2 separate regions of the Anser cygnoides genome follow, and region 1 is linked to region 2. A link is a contact called in public Hi-C data. All regions are on one chromosome and are shown on one strand. The core of a region is the stretch at or near the end of the contact, and the rest is flanking DNA. Distances in the headings are between cores, read along the strand shown. Region 1 overlaps CD58 (CD58 molecule). Region 2 has its middle 35 kb from the start of ATP1A1.

Region 1 (5,967 bases), core at 1,701-4,200, 100 kb after region 2:
AAAGTAAATGCAGAGTGTTTTTTTTTTTATTTTTTTTCAGAATGCAGTAAGTATAGGAGGAAAAATTGAAGATAAAGCAGAAAATCTTGAATTCAGCATTCTCTAATCTTTCAGTGTTTGATTTTGCTATTATAGTGAACTTCTGCCTACATTTATTTGTCTCTAGAAATAGAGAACTGGAAAACAAACAGATAATAATGAATTATTAATACGGAGTTATGATTATTTCAATTCACCATACACTTGTTACCACTATCATACCTCAATGACTACAAAAAGCATATTAAATCAGTTCTGGCTGATACACTCACTGCAGAGGTGAACCACAGCAGCTTCATATTTAATTGGCACTGCTGAGCAAAACTCGTGATTCAGAGCTGTGATGGAGTCAGAGAACAGTAAATATTCTGTCTGCATTCCATACACTGGCATATTCAGGGATCGTTTGACAGCGGTCCCAAATTAGGCATTATTTCCTGTGACCTTTTTCCCTGCTAGGTTGGCCACAGGCACCACCAGTCAGCTCCACGCTGACTGGAAGCCAACAAGAGTCTTTCCTGGGGATGCTGGCAAGCTTTGGAGCAGATGTAACTCAGTGGCTGTGCGAGGACATTGAGCAACAAAACTCCGCTGATCCGCTCCTGCTGTAGGAGGGTGAAGGAAAAAGTGGTGGAGATGGGAAGTGGAAGGGTTCCCAGAGCCTGACACACAAGCACGTGCCCCATAGCAGTCTATGTGTAATGAGAAACGCAATCCACAGCATTCCTGGGTCATGTTTTTTGACAAGGAAAGGTCCCCCACCCCGTAAGCTGGCCTTTATCCATAAAGGCCTTCAGCCGCAAAGTCCCACAGCCAATTCTTTACAGCTTTCTTCTCCTCAGGACCAGGCTTTGGCTCATCCTGCCTCCTGGTCCTTGCATTACCCTGAATCACGATTACACTGTTGAGATCACTTTCTCCAAGGGTCCAGGCCCCTCCTGCTGATCTAAAGACAAAAAAAAATGTCGTGTATAAGCCAATTTCTAATTTCTCTAGGAAAACAAAGCCAACAACAGAAAGAAAGAAAAAAGAAAAAAAAACAAAAAAAAACCTATCAGGCCTTGAATACATGAACAATAAAATATCCCACAGGGTAAGCCACCCCCACACTCCCCAAATGCCCCTTATCTGAGTAAGTAAGTGGGTGGGAACCTTCTTCCTACAGCTCATGAATGAGAATAGAATAGAATAGAATAGAATAGAACAGAACAGAACCGAACCTTTATGCTCTCTCTCTGGCCTGATTGACAGCTGCCATCACCACCAATGACTTTCCTCGATCAGTTTAGTAATATTAGCTATTTAGCTTAATATTCACTTAAAACTGAGAACTCCAACTGAAGTGAAATGTCAAAATATGTAATTCTCAGCCAGCACTAGCAGGGAAATGTCAGTATCAGTGGAAGGCATGGCTCCTATTGCCAGGAGTGCAGGGCACGGCCTATTGCAGCACAAGGTAAGAATTTCAAGAGATGATTTGGAGATTAATTTATCTTTGGAGCCCTGAAAAATACTCTGTTTTGCAGAGCTTTTTGAACTTTATTTATTCTTACCCCCACTTACCATTTACCACTCAGTTCCTCTCTTTTCCATCTTCCTGGTCCAACTCTCCACTCTTCTCTCCCATGCCACCAAGAACCAAACAAGGACAAAAGGAGGCTCAAAAACGCATACTTGAGGAACGCTGAATCCCTCAGTGGAGGGGAATGGCAAATAAGCACTACCAGATATTAAAGAAGACTGGAGAAAAGACTAAATGGGAAAGAACTTTGAGATTTATAAGGATAGGTATGAATTTTCTAAGCAGAGAGAGACGGTTTGCATCTCTAGCTGCTAGAAAAAATATGTTTTGGGACTCACAGGTCCTTCCTCAGACTTCCAACAGAGATGAAGCAGCAGTTTCATTATTTGGGTCATATAATAACTTTACTAAGCAGAAACTCAGTTACATCCTTGGGCATCAGATCCACTGATTTCTCCCACGTCTGCACTGCTTGAGTCACAGTAGTGCACATGGTCAGTTCTACTCCTTTCAAGGAGGAAAGACCCCTTGAGTTGCTCCCTAGAATTTTGTTCACGTGCCCATCAGGACCCATAGAAATATTTCATGCACTTGTACCCATGCAGCAGTTCAAAATGCATCCAGAGACAGCAGGAGCACACAAACTCACCTCCCCCTTGCTGCTTTGGATGTTAGTAAATTAACCTGCTGCTGCTTGAAGAGTGTTGCAAACGTATGTCCCAGTAGCAGTGTGACACAGACGGTGCTCATCACATCCTCACAGCCTGGCAGGTGTTACCAGCCCCTGGTTCCTGCTATCTCTAGCTTTTGCTGCAGTCCTGCTCCTGGAAGCCACAGTCCTCAGCTCTGCCTGCAGAGTTCGATGCAAAGCTGGCTGCCAGGCACTGATGAAGCCTGTTAACTCACATGGCTGCTTTCATGCTGTAATCAGTCCAAGAGTGCTTCTATAGCAGTTGTACAGGCAATGATGAATCAAGGATGGTGTAATTTTTCGACCAGCAGAGGGGTTGCTGGTTGAACAGGATGTTTGCAAACAACTGCAAGCTAGTTTGTGCACACCAGCGCACCACAAAGTTGCCTCGACAACTGCTGTTTCGATACCCCAAATTCACAATATCAGTTCTACACCAGCACACAAGCTCTGATGTCATTTATTCTGGGATAAATGAGGAGCAACGTCTCCTGCAGGCACTGTTTCCACAGGTTGAAGCTAGGATAAAGAAAAGGAGAGTCGGGACCAAGGCATCAGTTGTAATGCTTCTTGTGAGCACAAGCATTCGTCAGCAGCTTCTACTATCAGTTTCTATTGGCAGCAGTCATATCTCAGCACCAGCATGGGGTGGGGACACAATGAGGTGAGAGGTCAGGCTTGCTTCCTGGCATGCTGTCAGCACTTCCTGGACTTGAGTCATACCCCAGCAACTGTTTGCAGCTTGAGTGAGTTTCTAGTCTTTGCTATTGCAAGCTGCCCATTTTTGTATTAATTGCAAGATAAGTTTAGGCGTAACTTTTTCACTGGAAAAAAAAAAGTTTCTTCTTCATTCATTTTTGCAGAGACATTCAAAGAGAGGCACTGTGCAAAGTGAGTGGGAGAAAGCTGGCAGAGGCTGGAGCTCTTGGTCTTAAATCTGCCTGTGAGAGCAGCTGTTTTCTGTGCTTCTGATAAAGCTCCGAAGTTCCCAGAATTACGCTGAACTCTTCTCTGGCAACTGTGGTTAATTAGCTAAAACTGTTCACTAGGCTGTCACTCCTTGCTTTGGAAACAAAGTGGATGATACGAGGTACCAAGGAATTTTCAAAACCACACCCTTTAAGACTTTCGTGTGCTGCTTGGTATTAAAATGCACAGGCTAAACGGAGTGTATTACACGAACTGGTTTATTTTCTGGGAGGAATTTCTACCAGTCCCTTCAAACTTTTTTGGAGCATTATTTCTCATATTAATAACAACAGAAAGAAAGCCAAGCAGGAAACAAGCTGTATGCCTGCCCTTGACACCACATACATGACAGAGGACATCTTCGCCTGAAAACTTGTTAAAAAGCATCTAAGCAGACAGCATCATCCTGTAAACCTGTTGAAGGTGCAGTGGAGAAGAATGTTTGGCTCAGGAGCTGTGACTTAAATAAATAAATAAAGTGCTTTGGATTAAAGAACTTTTGGGAATCACTTACTGACTTTTAAGATTAAATAAAACGTGTACGTATACATCACAAAAGACACTGGAATATTTTACATCGTTATACATTTTTTTTAATAAATTATAAAAACATATTTACAGTCAGCAGTAAAAGATGGCCCAGATCTAACCTTTAATCTAAATCTCCCCTCTTGTAGTTTAAAACCATTCCCCCTTGTCCTGTCATTATCTGCCTGAGTAAGATGTCGCTCTCCATCTGTTTTTATAAGCCCTCATTAAGTACTGAAAGGTTTCAAGGAGGTCTCCTCAGAGCCTTCCAGGTTGAACATCCCCAGCTCTCTCAGCCTTTCTCCATAGGAGAGGTGCTCCAGCCCTCTGACCATCTTTGTGAAGCTTTTCATCCACCAGCACTCTCCAGTCCTCTGCAGGGCTGCTCTCAATGAGTTCTTCTCCCAGTCTGTCCTCATGTCTGGGATTGCCACGACCCAGTTACAGCACCTTGCATTTGGGCTTGTTGAACCATATTAGGTTCTCAAGCTTGTTGAGGTCCCTTTGGATAGCATCCCTTCCTTCTGTTGTATCAACTGCACCATTCAGCTTGGTGATCATAGATCCTCCTCATACTGTTAGTAACTATTAATTAGGTTTCAGTACCAGCAAAAGCACACAGGAGGAGCTTAGAAGTCCTGCAGAGCTTGTCAACAAACAAACATTTTTGTCAACAGGCTGGCCAACTTCATGAGGAAAGCTCTGAAATATGAATGATGGCAAGGGAGCCCACAACCCACAGTTAGGTAGTACTAGACAAGGGTCCAAAGTAAAAGATACAGGGTGACTGGAACCTTAGAAGAAAAAAAATGAAAAGAAGGGGCAAAAGGAGGCCCATCTCAAAGGCACATCACAAATGTATGCAGCATGGAAAGCAAGTAGGAAGAACTAGTCTTCTGTGCAAGTTTACAGACTATGACATTACAGCAAATTTCAGGCAGCTGGTAGGCAGGATCTCAGAGACAGCACTGAAGACTGAAAGAACTCAAGAAAGCCTGAAGGTCTTTAACAAAGACTTTCTCCAAGCATGAGCACAGCCTGTCCAGAGGGTCAGGAAAATAGGCAGGCAAATTGAAAGATCAGCTTTGCTAAGCAGGCAACTCCTGACACAGATTTGGCACCAAAAATTATATATATATATATATACACACACACACACATATGTGTATATATATGGAGACAGAATTTAGGAACACTGATGGTTCAGGTAAGGATGCTTTCAGGAAAGCCAAAACTCAACTATATCTGAGACTTTCAAAGGACATCAACAAGTGCAGGATCTGCTGCTATATTAACTGTAATCAAACAAACAAGGAAAGTGTGGGCCCATTCCTGAATTAGGTAGGTGATTTAGGGATATTGGACATGGAAGACTTAGTTAATACCTCTCTTGCCTCGTCTTCATTAACAAGATCTCATAGGCTCTGAGCTTAGTCAAAGAGTTCAGGAAAAACTACCATCAGTCAGGGATTACCTGAGAACTTGATCCATACTAGTCCACAGGATGCTCAAGGGTGCTGTGAGAGCTGGCTGACGTCACTCTGAAAGTGTTATCATCACAGGCCATGGCTATTGGGGAAGCCCCTGACAACTAAAAAAAAAAATGAAATCGTTGCATCCATCTTAAAATGGTCCAAAAGGTCAACCTAGAAACCTACAGTCTCCTTTGCAGCCCTGGGAGAACCACGTAGCTGGTTCTTTTGGGACACATTTCTGGGCTTGTGAAGAAAAATGAGCTGGGAAGAGTCAGTTTATATTTGCCAAGGGTAAGTCATGCCTAACCTACCTGACTGCCTTCTATGACGATGAAATAACTAGACTTCACAGAATCACAAAATGGCTGGGGTTAGAAGGGACCTCTGGAGATCACCTGGTCCAACCCCCCTGCCAGGTGGGATCACCCAGAGCACATTGTGCAAGATGGCATCCAGGCAAGTTCTGAATATCATTGGAGAAGGAGACTCCACAGCCTCTCTGGGCAATCTGTTCCAGTGCTCTGTCACCCTCACAGTAAAGAAGTGCCCCTTCATATTCAGCAAGAACTTCCTGTGCTTTAGTTTGTGCCTGTTGCCTCTCATCCTGCTGCTGGGCACAACCGAAAAGAGGCCAGCTCCTTCCTCCCAACACCCTCCCCTCAGATACTTACACGCATTGATGAGGTCTCCCCTCAGTCTTCTCTTTTCCAGGCTAAACAGGCCCAGCTCTCTCAGCCTGTCCT
Region 2 (5,988 bases), core at 3,427-5,926:
CTCTCTGTTCCCTAGAGACTAAGTAGCTTAGGGCAGGAGCCTGGCATAGGAAGATCTTCATTTTCCTTGTGCTTCCTGAAACTTAACACAATACAAACCCACAGAAGAGACTCAGAGCAAGGGAGGAGATCCTGATCCAAACAGCTGGAAAGCAGCCAGAGACCTTCCAGCCGCCCGAGATGATCGCTGAGGTGATGAGGGGAGCAGATGGAGGAGACACCGGCACTTCGCTCGGCACAAGAATTACCTCCACGCAGATCGCCAGCGGTGTCCCCTGCTTTCAGATGATGAAGTGCCGGCTCGCCGGGGGTGGCGGTGCCAGATGCTCGATGTATGGCTTCAGGGAGCGCACATCCGACGTTAACAAAAAGAAAAAGACGGCAGCAGGCTGTCTTCCCCTCTCGGTGCCTGGCAGGAACTGAGAAAGGGCACTTGCACAATGGGAAAGCATAAATCTGCCTGTGACACTCTTTAACCTTGCAGCAGGATCAGAGGATGGGCCAGCAGGAGCCCTGGGCTACCCCCGGGACTTCCACATAACACACAGCTTTTGGGCAAGCTCCTGGGCCTAGGAGGGGCTGGGGAAGCTGCTCTGGAGGCAGAGCCCTCCAGCAGTGCCTGGGGGCTTCTGTGCTCAGCCCACAGCAAGGCAGGAGTGGAGCAGGGGCAGGGATCCTGCTCTAGCTGGCCGAGCCCACCTGGGCTACAGCAGCGGTCTGAGCCAGTGTGCGTGGGGTGAAAGCAGCTACAAGACCTCAGGAGCTCATCCCTGTGTGGCACCACGTGCTCCCGACAGCATCCCTGCTGGAAAAAAGAAGATGCTCTCAGCGAAGGCATCTCAGGTCTTGCTGCAGGTGATGGTCACATGCAGTACGGATATGATATGCATTATACAATGGACATAGCATTCCAGACGTAGGCTGTGTTTTCCTGCATCCCTCTCTATGCTTATGCAGGCCACATGTCCCAGGGGCAGAGCCCAGGCTCCCTTTGCCCATGCACCAAGCTGGAGGTGAAGCCGCTGACCCTGTGAGCAGGGTGCAAAGCACACCGTGGCCGGGCGGAGGAGGATGGCCTGGTCGAAGGCTGGCCTCCTGTTACCCTGGGGACTTTCTCAGGTAACGTCGCCCTGCTCCCGGGCACTCTCTGTTCTTGTGCTCTCCCAGCATGGAGAAGCTATAGCAAGCGGTTCGTTCGTTTGCTAGGACTTAAGTTTTTCCAGGCAAAGTGAAGGACCATGTGCCTGTTTACGTTATTTCACTTCTCTCTTTTACTTAGGAAACCACAGCAAAGGCCACTCTTCATGTTCTCAGGCGGAATCTCTTTGAACCCTCACCCTGCAATCAAAATAAGAAAACAGAAAACAATGCTTCAATAAATAGTCGCTGTTTGCATCCCAAATACATGTAATTTATGAGAAACACACTAGCATTCAAAACCAGTGTCTGCTAACTGAGATCTTCGTAACACATGGTTAGTAAACAGGAGGGTACCAGGGTCCATGTGCATTTTTCTGAACAGGAAACAAAACAAAACAAAACAAACCAGAAATTTTGGCAAAACTCCATATTTAAAATGCAGCCTAAAGCACCACTGTGGGAGCAGCCTGGGAGAGTCCTGATGCCCATTTCTGTTGTACCCTGTGCCACGGGCACTGCAGGCATGGCTTTTGGAGGGGCTGGTCTGGTACCCATGTGCTGCCCGTGGTAAGCCGGAAATTTCACACAAAACTCTGAGGTAGGAACAGGTGCATCCCCTTCTCAGCTCACAGAGAGGCTGACCGGGTGTGTGAACAATAATGAAGGAAAACTGCAATATGTGCCAAACTCTGAGGCTTAATGGGCAGAAACCCTAATGTCAACCCAGCAAGCGTCTTGTAATGCTGACAACAGGGCTACATGGGAACAAAACACCGGTTCTTGCCTACGTACCCTGGACAACAGCTCAATCTAAAAATCACTCTGTAAGAGGCCACGAATCAGATGTAGCTTTTATTGATTTCTTTCCGTGGACTGCTCTTACAAGCTGGAAAACCCCCATAACAAAATCCTGGTCAGATAAAACGTAGGTGCCAGAGTCATATTTGAAATGTTTATGATGCAAGGTACACAGTGCTCTTTTGAGAGAAGATGACCATTAAAATCACTGTGATCTCTGCTTTTCTCCTTCCATTTCCCTTCAATTTGTTGACAGAACATCCCCAAAGCATCCTCAGACCCCTTAGTGCCCCAGCTAGACCTCATCGGGTAAGGTACAAACACGCTGCAAGCACCAGCCCACCTCTGAGAGCCTGCAAAGACTGGCTAGGACACGAGGCGGGTTTGCTAAACATTTGCTAGGACATTTAAGCTGTAGTTTGTCCTGCTGAGCATGGCCATTTGGCACAGGCAGTGCTGTGCATCGTTGGCTGGGGGAAAGGGAGGTGTGACTGTGGTTGTCAGCATTGCTTGTGTCTCTGCATGGTGCAGAAAGGCAGCAAGTGGCTCATCCAAGGTGACATGCAGAGGGTGGGAGAGGCAGACCCGGGCCCAGCTCTCCCAGCCCTCTGTCCCGCTGGCCTTGCTGCTTGCTTAGCCTGTGCTGAGCTGAGAAGCCATCTCTCCGCCCGTGGCTGCTCCTCAGAAAAGCTGCCACTGTTGTTTGTGACGCTGCTCTGCTCTTCTCCCTGCTGTTATTTGATATTCTTAATGGATATGGGTTTCTTTCTTGCTTGCTTTGTTTGTTTAAATCCTGCTTGGTGTTTACAAATCCGTCTCTTATCCAGTTGCAGGGCTCTGTCTGCACAACCTCTAGCGTTTCTTGTGCCTTGGATGTAAATATTTTTTGCTGGTTTCTGGCTCTACATGCAAGTTGGTCATGAGGGGAGCATCATCTCTGCTGCTGCCAGGCCCCCACTGTCCTGTAGCAGGGCAGTGACTGCAAGCATGGTATTTCTCAGATGGACCAGAACGAGCCGTATTAGCAGGAATTTTGTTTCTCCAACCTGTGCAGACAGCTATACAAGTCTCTGGACTGCCATCTATCTGCCCAGAAACACGGTGACAGTGCCCTCATGTTTAGTGCAAACCAGTGTTTACCTCCTGAAAAGTTCCTCATGCATTATAATGTCATGCAAAGCTGTGTGGTTCGGGTTTTTTTTTTTTTTTGGTTGGTTGATTGTTTTTTTTCTTTCCTCACCTGCTCTGGTCCAAGCCTGCATTTTCCTCTCTGTGAGCTCTGCCAGCATGAGCAAGCAGGCTCTCCCTCTGTGGCACACATACCTGGTGTCCCCTGCCCCCCGTGCTGCCTGTGCACCTCCTCGGCCAGGAACAAGATGTACCTGCTGGGTGGTGTGCCCCAGCACCTGCCCTGCGCTGTTCTCTTCCTCAAGCCCTGAAACCACCTCAAGCCAGCACCAAAATTGTCTTCCTGTGTGTTTTTTTTTCCTTTAAATGAGTGTGTTAGATTTATTGGGCAATGGAAACTTTCCGTTCCAAATGACTCAAGTTATGCTGGAAACTGAAATATTTCTCAGCAGCCTTTTACCCAGCTCCCCCCTGTTCCTTCTCTCCAGAAGAGCTTTCAAAACTGCAGATGAGCGGGGGGAGGCACTTTCTGCTCCCCCCTCCCCAGAGCACGCTGCAGGCTCCAGCTTGCAGCCCCCCAGCCAGCACGGGGTCTGGACGCAGCCAGGCACTTCAGCCTCCGTCGGTCATCCAAACGCCAGACTTTTCAGCTGGCCGATGAGGCTTGCTGGCACTGACTTGTCTGCTTTGTGCCTCCTTAATGCCGTGTGCTCGTAACCAGATCCACGGGGTCCAAATTCCTCCCCGCGCCCAGCCAGCAGCACAGGGGGAAGCGATGATGCCCCAGCCCAGACGAATCTCGGTTGTGAGGGTGGCTGGGGGGGGACCCTGCACGTCTTGGCAGGGTGATCCTGCCCCCCAAGCACCCCCAGGCTCAGCTGGCCCCACACAGCACTCAGACCAATTTGGGGCGATGCTGTGTGAAGCCTCATCTGCCTCAGAGAGCGTGCCTATAAATGGAGTTATTCCAGAGTAGGGGAAAAGCGCTCGCTCTTCTTCTTCCACACATGGTGTTACTTAGGCAGAACAATTAACATTCAAACGCCACTTGCATCCAAATTAATTGCTGAGCCAGGGCAGGCCCTGTGTCAGCAGCTCAGCCCAGCCCTGGCTAAGTGACTTTTGGAGCCCACGTGCCCGGCAGTGCTCCCCAGGGCACAAAGAGCACGGAGGGCTGTCCGTGCGAATCCTCAGGCACAGCACCGGGGCTGCAGCGACCCCCGGGGCTTGGATGGCAGCCAGAAAGGGGGGAACACCTCTTGTGCCCCGTGGCACAGCTCCATGGCCTGGCCAGGTGCTTCCAGGTGCAGGTATAGGGGTTGCAGGGGATGCTCACGGTGAGGATGGTCGGTGCGGCACCGGCAGCTGAGCCAGCCAAAGCGCTTGGCCTTGCACCGATGTGACAAAATGAGTCACGTCACCCCGCGTTTCCTGAGAACAACAGGCGTCGCCGAGGCAGAGGGAGGCTGACTCACTGCGGCCCCGGCAGGCGTATGCAAAGTGCAAGGAGCCATCTCGGCTCCGTCGCCGGTGGGAGCGTGGCTGCAGCCAAATCCACCCGGGTGGGACCAGGGTCAGGGGCTGGAGCTGTGCTGCAGCAGCCACGCGGCATCAAACCAGCGTGCCTCCCGAGCTGCAGCACGGCTGGAGGCTTGCCACTGGCAGCCAGGCGAAAATAATCCCTCCCTGTCCTTCGGGGGGTTGGGTTTCCACTACGGGAAATGTGGAACGGGAGACTCCTGGCTGAATTGCTGCTTCGCTGCAGCTCTGCAAGGTGATAGAGCAAGCCGCACCTTTTAATTGCCTCCGTCCCATCTCCAGCAGCATGTGTACCGTTTGCTGTGTTCCCCTCGGTTTGCACCTCCTTCTGCTCCCCGCTGGGGTTTTGTTTGTGTTACCTACAGGGAAAATTGTAAATCTGGGCTATTGCCCTCCGTTCCCTCTCGATAACGATCATTTCTCCAAACAAACTATGTGATTTATACTCTTTTGTACATCAAACCTCTATCAGCAGTCATAAATACATGTAAATTGCTTCCATGTTTTTCATATTAAATATCACTTCTCCAAGCCCTAAGCAGAGAGGGACAGACCTTGCTGCTCACCTTCGATATGACCGAAACCTGATGGTCCCTGCGCAGGTGCCTGTTGCTGTTGCTCCAGCCAAGCCCCAGATCTCCCAGCCATATAATTACCAAAACCACCACATTTTCATTTAAAATACATTTGGGGGAGTAAGAAGGGGGGGGGGGGGGGGGTTGAAAAAATGAGCCTAGAAGCCTCACATTTCTGAAACTAAGCAGCAAAAAAAAACCTAAAAAAAAAAAACTTTTTAAAAGTCGTGATTTTTTTAGCCATTTTCCTGACACTTTGGTGCCTCACATATGATTTTTTTTTTTTATTTTTTTCTACAAAAGCTGAAGAGCTGGCAATAAAAAGGAAGCTGTTAATGCATCCATCAAGCAGTTCTGAAAATACAACCTGTGGCAAGGCAGCCGACACGGCTGGTGGTGCCAGGATGGCTGCGTACACGGCACGGGGGGGGGGCTTCTGTATTTAACAGGCTAATAGGGTGGTTTGGGCAGAAAATGAGACAAGCGAGTCTGTTAATTAGGAATAGAGAGCCTCAGTCCCTGCAGCTCTGGTACACATCACACTTTCCTCCAGCCCTTGGCTTCCTCTCCACCCTGATGATTTCATCTTTCTTGTTCCCCTTATATTGGATTACAAGGTCTTTGAACAAAGGCTTCATTGACCCAACGCAGCAGCGTGGTCAGCTGTAATGCACTTTCCTGCTCTCCAGGTCCCAAAAAGGGTTTCTCAGCGATCCCCACCAGAGGGGACAACAGCTCTCATGCCTGCTCGACATTAATCTGCCTGCCTTTGACCTCAGGGAGCTGTTTAATAGCACAGGATCACCTGG

Evidence for each region. Hi-C and Micro-C count contacts between places; a contact is called where the count stands out from the background.
Region 1: a Hi-C map of liver shows a contact between it and region 2, with 2.1 times the contacts expected there. The contact joins two enhancer-like sites. A contact is called at or near these places in 4 of 7 Hi-C or Micro-C datasets (fetal liver, granulosa cells and liver).

Annotation. Positions count from the first base shown.
Region 1 is chr1:99,589,756-99,595,722 of Taihu_goose_T2T_genome, forward strand. CD58 (CD58 molecule) reads right to left here. Exons shown (of 11, transcript XM_048047674.2): 11 at 3,790-5,967. Among named protein-coding and RNA genes, the nearest start is that of CD58, 25 kb to the right of the region's middle. Within about 2 kb of position 2,951, at least 3 of the 3 cell types and tissues checked have open chromatin away from gene starts, as enhancers often do. A contact at or near this core is called in liver, where this site is marked.
Region 2 is chr1:99,487,980-99,493,967 of Taihu_goose_T2T_genome, forward strand. No RefSeq gene overlaps it. Among named protein-coding and RNA genes, the nearest start is that of ATP1A1, 35 kb to the right of the region's middle. Within about 2 kb of position 4,677, at least 1 of the 3 cell types and tissues checked has open chromatin away from gene starts, as enhancers often do. A contact at or near this core is called in liver, where this site is marked.